2 separate regions of the Columba livia genome follow, and region 2 is linked to region 1. Evidence: chromatin contacts called from public Hi-C data. All regions are on one chromosome and are shown on one strand. The core of a region is the stretch at or near the end of the contact, and the rest is flanking DNA. Distances in the headings are between cores, read along the strand shown. Region 1 holds the start of BTBD2 (BTB domain containing 2). Region 2 overlaps AP3D1 (adaptor related protein complex 3 subunit delta 1).

What was found. Hi-C and Micro-C count contacts between places; a contact is called where the count stands out from the background.
Region 2: a Hi-C map of crop shows a contact between it and region 1, with 2.3 times the contacts expected there. The contact joins the enhancer-like site here to the promoter of BTBD2 in region 1. A contact is called at or near these places in 2 of 2 Hi-C or Micro-C datasets (crop and liver).

Annotation. Positions count from the first base shown.
Region 1 is chr27:489,268-494,274 of bColLiv1.pat.W.v2, forward strand. It overlaps BTBD2 (BTB domain containing 2), which reads right to left and starts at 2,820. Exons shown (of 10, transcript XR_010468222.1): 1 at 2,216-2,820; 2 at 472-606.
Region 2 is chr27:524,112-529,118 of bColLiv1.pat.W.v2, forward strand. AP3D1 (adaptor related protein complex 3 subunit delta 1) reads right to left here. Exons shown (of 32, transcript XM_065042049.1): 24 at 4,337-4,432; 25 at 3,776-3,925; 26 at 3,619-3,666; 27 at 3,053-3,242; 28 at 1,947-2,035; 29 at 881-966; 30 at 372-493. Among named protein-coding and RNA genes, the nearest start is that of MOB3A, 5.4 kb to the left of the region's middle. Within about 2 kb of position 2,855, at least 1 of the 3 cell types and tissues checked has an H3K27ac peak away from gene starts, as active enhancers do.

The DNA.
Region 1 (5,007 bases), core at 1,570-4,069:
CTTGTCTGCTTCTACGGCTTTAAACAAACTGCTGAAGCTCTTAGAAACACGCCTGAACCTACAGCTACATCACTCCAGGATCCTCCTCACCGCGGGGACTTCACCTGCGCTCGCTCTGCATACGTGTCGTTTATCAACCCGAACCTATGGATAACACAACCCCTGCTCCGCTCCCTGTTGCTCAGCATACACATCATTTATCAACCTCAGCCTATGGCTGGCACGACCCCTGCTCCGGAGCCCCAACGGGGAGCAGGGCTGCGACCCTCAGGGCTTCTGCGCTGACCGGTTTGCTGCCCAAGTCGGCGACTTCTAACGCACCGGTAGGCACATGGATACCAAAGCAAGACACTGCAGAGCGCTCCTCGAGGCACCACGGGCCAAAAGCCCCGTTTAGGATACGCACCACAGCCACGCTTTACACCTGGCCCAGTCTGAGAATTAACACAATCAAACCAGCTGTGGAAATACCTGTTAACCGTGCGCTGTTCCAGACCCCAGCACCCGAGCGCGAACATCTGCCCTTGGTTGCCGAAGCAACACGGTGCCTCTCGAATTAGACTCATGGCTGCTTTGCGACTCAATTCCAGCGCCAAACATCTTCTGCTGTGGGAGAACGAGCGCAGAAGGGGTCTGGGTGGATTTATTTTAAGCTGTTTCTGAAATAACCACCGTGCTTCATGAATCATCAGGATATCCCAACTGTAATATCATAAGGCAAGTTTACTAAAATCTATATAATCCGTAAGGGGGATGTCACGGCATGACACGCTCTGTTCTATCTTCACCACCCAGAGCACCAGATGGATTTCAGAGCAATTAAGTAGCATTTCACTTTGGGGCTATATTTTTTTTAAGCTTCATTTATTTTCCATTTATTTCTGTGCTGAACACTGCCCCTCCCCACCGAGCAAGCCTAGCTCTGGGGACAGGAGCAAGCTTACCCAAATACTAATTAAGCTTCGAATTATAAAAGAACTAGCACCCTAAACGCTCATATCAGCCTAGAACAAGTGTGTTTCATTTGGAAAGCGAGAGAAAAAGGGAAATCTGAAGGGGAAACCACCACGAGCATGTGTGAGAAAGCGACCGTCGGAAGCTGTGCGGAGCGAGGCTCCCTTGGCCAAGCACCATTTCTGAGTGCGCCAGTCCGCCTTCCCACCCCCAGACCGGAGCAGGTCTGGTCCTGGAGCCCAAGGCTCTCTGCCGCCGGCGCTGCCAGTGGCACACGCGATTCCCCGAAGGCACCGAACGCCAACCAGCCCCGTGGGTTTTCCATTATCCAGGTGGAGGCGACTCGCGGCTCCAGGGCGAGCGAGCGGCTCCGGCTGCCAGCTCTCAAATGGCAGCTCGGCCTCCAACAGCAGCCCCGGCTGCTCACCCGGGCCTGCGCCTCCTCAGCGCGGCGCCTCTAGAACGGGGGTTTGTTTTATAGCGGTGGATGACCCTCCCCCAAATCCAGGCCTTCAGAAAAGAGTCAATAAAGGGCTTTTTAAAGGAAAACGTGGCAGATATTTGGGTTCTCAAATCATTGCTCCTTCCTTTCCATCCCCAGTGCTCTCGGCGGCCCCTGTATCTGTCGCAGTCTCGGGCACTACCCCTCCCCGACTCCCCACAGAAAACAAGGATGGCTTCTGGGCAAAACCCAGGGATTTGGGTGTTTTACCCAGTCACTCCCACCCCCGGGGACAACGCAGCCCAGGGCTGGACCGGGAGACCGCAACAACACGAAATCCATCGAGTGCCGGGGGAGACGCGAGGTGACAGGGACCGGCCACGCAACGGGCAGAGTCCCCCACACCACAGGCACCCCCCCCCGCACCACACTCAGGCACCCCCCCCACCGGAGCCCCCGGCCCCGCCGCCCGGGTCCGTCCCGCCCGGGTCCGTCCCGCCACCCGGCGCTGGGCCTGGCTGGGGCCTGCGCGCCCCCCCGCGCTCCGCAGGGCGGACAAACCGCGGGGTGAAGCTTCCCGACCCCCCTTTCTCCTCCATGAGCGATGCATGAAGCACAAACGCCGCAGCCCCTTCGCCGGCGCACCCCCGGCACAGCGGGGACCCCCGGCAAACCCGCACCCACCCACGGCCTGCCCGAGGCCCGGGACCCCCGACACCCCGCACGGCCCCGGCAGGACCCACCGGCCACCCCCCCGGCCCGCCCCGGCCGCCTCCAGGCCCCGGCAGCCGGCCGGCGCCCCCGGGGTCCCGCTCCCACCTGTGCGCCGGGATGCGCTGCGAGCCGCGGCCCTTCCCCACCAGGAAGTGCACGTCGCTGAGCACCTCGTTGTTGAAGAGGAAAGCGAACCGCTCCTGCACCGTGGGCTTCGTCGCCTGCCAGTTATAGACCGGCTCCCGCTGCAGCGCCCCGCCGGGGCCGCCCGCCCCCCCGGCGGCCCCCGCCGCCCCCGCCGCCGCCGCCGCCGCCGCCGGGCCCCCCGCGCCGCCGCCGCTCGCCGCCGGGTTGGCCGCGCCGCACTGGTTGTAGGTGAGGCCGGGCGGGGACGGCGGCGCGCCGTTGGTGCAGGCGGCGGCGGCCCCGTTGCCCGGCGGCGGCGGCGGCTGCGGGCAGGAGGAGGAGAGGCCCCCGGGGCCCCCGCCGCTCCCACCGGCCGCCATCTTGTGCGGCGGAGGCGCGGCAGCGGGCGGCGCGGGGCGGCGCTGCAGCAGCACCAGCACCAGCAGCGGCGGGCGGGACACGGCGGCGGGCGGGAGCGGGGCGGCGATGGCGACGGCGGCGCCGCGGCGGCCGCGGGTGCCGGGGGCGATGCAGAGGGCCGGGCAGCAGCGGCGCATGGGGCACGGCGCGGCGCCGCCGCCGGCCGGGCAGGGGAGCGGCGGGGCGGGGAGAGGGCGTGCGGCGGCGGGCGGGGCCGGGCGGGCACGGGCAGCGGGGTGGGCCCTGGGGGACAAGGGACGGGCCCTGCGAGGGTGTGGGGGAGTGGGGCCGCGATCCCTGCGGGCGTGGCTCCGGAGGGGCAGCGCGGCGGGTCTGGGGGCAGTTCTGGGGAGAGGGGGCGATCCCTGAGGGGCAGTTTTGGGGGGTGAGGGGGCGACCCTCGCCTTCAGGAACGAGGGGGTGATCCCTGAGGGGGTGAGGTGACCGTCCCCGAGAGGCGGTTCTGGGGGACAGAGGGGCAATCCCAGGGGAGCAATGTGGGGGCGCGGGCAGCGATCCTTGAGGGGCGGGTTTTGGGATGAGGGGGATCATTCTGGGGAGGACGAGGGTCGGAGGGGCCGGGCTGGAGCTTGTGGAGGGGTGAGGGATGGGGAGGTGCGGGTTGGCGGTGACGGGGCTGGTGCTGGGGGCGAGCGGCGAGGGGGCTGTGGGACGCGGAGAGGGGCGGGGGGATGCGGAGGGCGCGAGGGCCGCTCCCTTCCGGCCCTCACAACCCAGCCTGTCCTCCGAGCAGGGACCCAAGCCTCCGCCATCCCCGGACACCGGGTCCTTTGTGCCCGGCGGTTCCTCAGGGTAGTTAGCCCGGCTGACCCCAGGCCTGGAGCACCGCGTTAGTGGAACCGCCGTGGATGTACCAGGAGCCACAGCTGGTGCCCAGCTGGCCGTGCCCGCTGCAGAGGGACACACCGGCCAGCCCGTCCCACCAGCCCCCGCACCCTTGCCAGCCCCAGGGGGTGGAAAATGGCACGAGGGAGTCTGAGAAGCAGAAGCTTGATTAAGAGGCTGTGCCACTGCCTTGCTGTGATCTCACTAACTGACCCGTTAAAGTGATTTATTCTCCACGGGGTAATTACATTCCCCCTTTCTCTGTTATCCGCCCCTGATCGGTGTTCGGCACGTGGAGACACATGCACATGCACTCGGGCAAGCGCGTGGTCCTTGATTCGACGTGTTCCGTGAGGAGATGTCCTGTCTGCCCCTTCTGCTGTCTGCACCTTTGCGTTGCAGTTCCTGTAATACACACGGACGTGCTGTTTGTATTGATTCAAGGCTTCCAGGGCCTGGATTGCTCAGGGATCTCCTGATAAACCACCAGAGCCAGACGCTGCTGAGCCACATCACAGCAGCGTCGTCACGCGGCTAATTTTGATCAGGAGCTTCCAACCTGGTTTTGTATCATGTATCATGTTTCTGCTGCCCTGTGTGCCGCGGGCTTCTGCCGCACTTTTTGAAGCTGTGTTGTTAACACATTTCACGTGGACGAGTTTGGGAAGCCCTGTGGCCGCGGCTCTGCCGGCGATGGGAGCAGCCCCTGCTGGCAGCTGGTCCGCGCACACAGGGGTGAGCAGGAGCCCTTAGAGGAACAGCTCTCTTTCCTGTTAAATCTTTCTTGTGTTAACAATAACCAGCTATTAAAGATGTATTCTCTTTTAAAAGCGCTGCGTCCTGCTGTCTGTCACGCCATTTGCTGCGCACATCACACACGCGCAGCCCCTTGCTGGCCGAGCTCCTTCCACACTTTTCAGTATCACAGTTTTTTTACTCACAAATATGATAATCTGGACATTTTCCCAGCCCCGGCTCAGGCCTGTTTGGTTTTCGGATGCTTCCCTCTGGCCATAAACATTAGAGGGAGCTAAAGACTGCTCTGCGTGCCCGGCCGGGCCACGGCTGGTTGGGCGCTTCTCATCCGGGGCAGGATGGCACCGGGCCGTCGGTCCCGCAGCCCTGTGGCTACCGGGAGGGTCACCAGGAGCCGTACGAGCACCCGGTGCTGGTGGGGATGGAGCTGGTGGGGGCTGCAGCGTTTCTGCAGCAGCGTTCCTGCCCCCAAAGCCCAGCGGAGCCATCCTCGAGAAACGGCCTGAGGGACCGGGGGGCTCAGCTGGAGAACAGGAGCTGAGGGGAGACCTTCTGATCTCTGAACTGCCTGAAAGGAGCTTGGAGCCAGGGGGGTCGGGCTCTGCTCCCCGGGAACAAGCGCCAGGAGCAGAGGAAACGGCCTCAAGTTGCGCCAGGGGAGGTTGAGGTTGGATGTGGGAACAATTTCTTCCCCAAAGGGCTGTGGGGCATTGGAACAGGCTGCCCAGGGCAGTGCTGGAGTCACCAGC
Region 2 (5,007 bases), core at 1,605-4,104, 35 kb after region 1:
AATAAATCCAAACTCGGACAGCTCACGCTCTCCCTTACCGAAACAAGGCGCTGGGGAGAGGGGGAGGCAGCAGCACCGCGGACCACACGCGCTCCAGAGAACAGTCCCAGCCCTAACGAGCGAGCGAATCCCGTGACACCCGCCACGTGCCCTGCGGGGCTGGAGCAAAGGCGCAGGGACAGAGCTCATTTGGAAGAACATCGTACGCTTTGAGGATACCAACGTACTCCCAAAAAAACTCCTCTCCCAAACGCATTTAATCTGGACACAACCTGCTGTCATTGCTGAGGCCGCGGAGTGTTGTACTTGCCAAGCACAGCAGGGATTTTAGGATGTGGAATTTTGCAGACAGCCCGGCATCAAAGGCTCACCTGAAAAATGATGATGAAAACAGATCTTTGCCAGTAGATGTTGGAAAGAAATGCTGATTCCATCTACCTTAATAGAGCTCATGTGCAGATCCCCAGACTCGAGCAGCTTGGCAAAAGCATCACTGCAAAACAAGGAGGAAAGTAAACGCTCGTACTCAAAATTCACGTGTAATCTGCCACATTAGCCCCATGCAGACCCCGAGACATCTCGGGGTGCACAAAATGGGTTTACAGCGAATATGTGAACGGCACTCCAGACTCCAGTGGTACCCAGGACCTCAACCAGAGCTACCCGACCTCTGCCAGTCCACAGGGCACACAGCTCCTTCCCAATCACTCGAAACACGTTGCTGGACATACTTTAAGAGCCAGACATTGCACAAGATAACCGAACTGTAATCAGAGCAGTCACGAGCGGCCATGGACGAACGTGAGCTGCGTGTCCTGCACAGGCGGCTGCAGCCAAAGCTCAGCTCCGCATGGGCGCCGTGGCCCTGAACCGCACTTACCTATAGCAAGGCGTCGTGATCAAGTATGAAGCGCAACTGAAGTGCAATTTGAAATCTACTTTTTCATGGGTTGAACCTTCATCATTCTGCAACAGGTCAAAGAAAAGGAGATGAACAGGAGCCCCGAGGCAGCAAGAGGAGGCACCACCCCCACCTACAAACAGGCACCCACGGCAAGCGGAGGGCCCAGCGCCCTCTGGCAGAGCCCAGGATCAGCCCCAGAACCCCAGGGAGGAGGCCGGGCGGCCGGCTGCTGCGTACGCCAGAGCGGATAAGGGACACGGGCGGAGGGATCTGGCTGCGTTTTTGATTGCACTCTGCTGAAATACATTGAGCAGGCAGAATTTAAACTAATGCTTGGAGATGTGGTTTTACAGTCCATTATTTCCCAGCAAAATAATAAATTAATCTCCCAGATTCTCCGGTACTGAAAATAGGACTAGGACGCTATTTTTAAGAAACCCTTATAATAGAGATGACGGCTGACCCAGAAGCAGCCACATCTGTGCCCACTCACTTCCTTTGAGCTGGTCAGGCAGCTCCTTCTTTGATCAGTTTACTTCATTAAGATTAGAAACCCACAAAGTCTGACACAGGTCGATAATTATTAAACAATGCCTTCAGCTCTTGTTCTGGCTTTCCATCCTTATTAACTGTATCTAATAATTATTTTTCCAGCCCGGAACGAGGCAGCATCCAACTGATCTTCGGGTAACCGAGATCAGAAGAAACAGACCGCGGGTCACATCTCGGTACCCGCGGGGCTCCTCTCCCCGGCAGACGCGCCAGGGCGGTGATTTTCCAGCTGACAATGTGGCACACGTTGCAGGCTGCCTGCTTCCGCACTGCCAGGAATGACCGTTTAGGACATGCTTACGGCACTACTGGGGACACGCTCTGCACAAGATGTCATGTAAAAATACTTCCACGTCACAGAATGGGCTGGCGCAGCAGACGTGAAATGATGCCTAAAAAAACAAAGCTCCAACGCGGTGCTTTCCACCCGGGTCAGGCTCCCTCACGCGGTTCCAAAGGAAGCAGGAGCAGAGTTTAAAGCTGCACTTACTTTGACTATAAAGGACAGCGTTCCTTTCAACTTCTGAGCCATGACAATACTCTGAAGTGTAAACACAAACTGGGCTTCATTGGAGATTCCTGGCGTGGAGAGAGGAGAGGGAGAATTCCGGTCAGAAAACGTGTTCTGTATCTACATCGTGGTTAGAATAAACCGAGCAGCAGCAGCTAAGCTTGACGCACTGACTATTTCTGAATCAAATTTGAAGTTTTCCATGTAGTTGGAAGAGTCACAGGCACAATTCCCGCTGTGGATTTACAGCACTGAGCTCCTGAGCTCTGGGAGCAGCAGCGGTGGCTGGGGTTTGGTGGTTATGGCCAGAGTGCCTGCGTGAGGGATGGCACAGCGGCAAGGTACCAAAACTGTTTGTGCAACTGGAAAACAGGCGGCCTTCCCAGTAGTTTTCAGAACTAATTAGAATCCTAATGTTTCTATGTGTTTCTTCCAATAGACAAGTCTGTGTCACAACGTGCCTTATATAGAATAAAAAACTACCCCCCAGCTACTCCCGGGGGATCAAAACGCACCCTGCAGTCACTGCACCCCGGACGGCTCCTGGGAGCTGTTTTGGTATTCAAATTAACTCTTTGGTGAAGGAAGTGAAATTCAAAGTTCAGCCATCTGACTGTCTTATTGTACTATGTACGAAACCACTGCCCTTCATCTCATGTCTAACATTTCTTAAGCGCTCAGCTCCCCATCCAAATCAGCGCAAACATTCCCTGCCCGTGGCCTCTGCCCATTAGGACGGTGGGACAACAGCTCGAGAACAAATCCAGAGCGGGTTCTAACGGCTCACAGACCTACAGCTCCGTTTCATTTTAAACCCCACAGCTCCTCAGGGAACCGGGATTCCTGCGGGCGCTGCTGGCACGTTCACGGCGCGAGGGGCTCAGCCGCGCGCTCCCAGCCCCGCGCGCAGGCTTTGCTCCTGCGGGGCAGAACCGCTGCCAGGCTCATCCTCGGCAGGGAATGGTGGGACCGGGAATGCCGCGCAGAGGGACACGTCCTCCCGAAAACGGCAAATGGCCACAAGTCCAACCGGCTCTTTCCACAGGAGGGCAGTGCAGGACCAGACTGTGCAAGGCTGGGCGTACCGGGGGGGAGCTGGAAGGGCACGGGGATCCCGTCGTGTACTGATGATCCTTCTGGTCGGAGCATTTTAGTGTTGAGAGAGTCCAGGACGTTTAGTTCCATGCTCTTTAGGAAGCTAGTGCTTTTGTTCTCGAAGATAACAGAGACGGTAACCTGACTATCGTGCTGGAGGTTTCCTTGAATGTCATAGGTCTGCAAATGGAGGAAAATTAAAAAAATCACAGAAAAGACTCAGAAACTTCAAAGAGCAAAGCACCAGAACACGGATCCGAACAGAGCAAGCTCCAAAATGAAGGTCACTTGGTACAGCTACAGGACAATGAAAAGCACACTGGTGATTGGCTCCACAGTACCGCCAAGCAGCAGGAAAATACCAACTTAAAACTTGTTGAGTGGACATCCAAAGGAATGGAAGCAGAATGTTGTCGTATTTCTGCCTTCTGGGATGTAAAGAGTTGCTCAGTTCAATGTTGGCTACATAAAGTCACTGTACTGTCCCAGAGCATCCCCCCTTCTCTTAGAGAACACAGAAAGAGAAGACATCTGGATTTGAACCCAAAACACTCACCATTTTAATGTATGGATTTTCAGCAAGAAGGCGGTAACTGGACATAGGCTGAAAAACAAGGAAGAAATCACGTTTGCAGTATCCTAATCTCTCTGACAAGAGCTGTCACTGCTCCCACCAAACCCGCTCAGCGCCTGCCCAGCACACGGCTACTCACTGGTAGTGGCTCATCGTCTAGTGTTCCGTTCTGCACCGACTCCGCTGGCTCCTCCTCGCCGTGATGACTCTTCTTTTTGGATTTCTTTTTATCCTTCGATTTCTCCTCTTTCTCTTTCTTGTGCTTTTTCTTCTTATGCTTGGAGGATTTCTACCAAGAAGAAGCAGCAGCTACAACAACAAACTCTCGAAGAAACTCTGTATTTCTGTTCATTACATCTTGACCCCTCTACCAATCTTTCCAGTTTGAGCCGCAGAAATCCGAAGCAAAGCTCCCGCTCCCTGACCCCGGCTGCCGTCCTGCGGCCAGTCCCAGTTCTCTCAGACCCCACGCAGCCCAGGATCAGCAGGCGGCCAGATCTCAGCTTTAAAACTGCTCCCTGACTCAAGGAACAACCAAACCTCGGGTGTTTAGAGCCCCTCGAGGAGGTACCGTTCCACTGCCGCCTATCTGCAGGTGGTCACTACACCGAACTGTTGGTAATTCCTATGTGCTTCTTCTTAAGGAATACGAGACACGACGAGAATATGGCTAAGGGTGTTGGCAACTTAAACCGCTTACCTTCCCTTCATCCTCCTCCTCGTCTTGCTCTTCCCTTTCTTCCTTTTTGACCTCTGGAGGTTCAGCCACAACAGCAGCACCCACATCAGGCTCGCTCTGCGTGGAGTAGCGGAGGGTTATGACACTAACAGAACGCAGCTGAAACAACTGAATCCCTCCCCCCCAATCTTAACAGTGACACCCCGACATCAACTGTTATTTCAAAATTTACATTAATAAGGTATCAAGCCTTCCATTTTATGTCTCTGAAACCTGGCAAATGCGATCACCCGAGGACAAGGTACAAAGATTTCCTCCAAGGAATCCATCCCCCAATATTCCCTGTGTCTCCCCCATCAAAACTCATGAGACTTCTTCTATCAGTCTCTCTCATGTCTATTAATATCGCCAGTGTCTAGCTCATACTAGGAAATAAAACCATACACTAATAATATAAGATTAAATGCCACCAATAATATTAAAATCCACCAAGCCTGCAGCTGCACCTGTATTTCTATCTACTGATCTGCACAGCAGGATGAGCCTGACAGCCCCAGTGACAGTGTCTGTAAAGCGGGCAGATCCAACGCCATTGCTGTCCAGCAGAAGTGGAGGAGACGCTGGCCGTGCCCCCTCCCCTCCCCCCCCAGCGGCACAAAGCACCCGCACCGCAGCGGGAAAGCCCTCCTGGC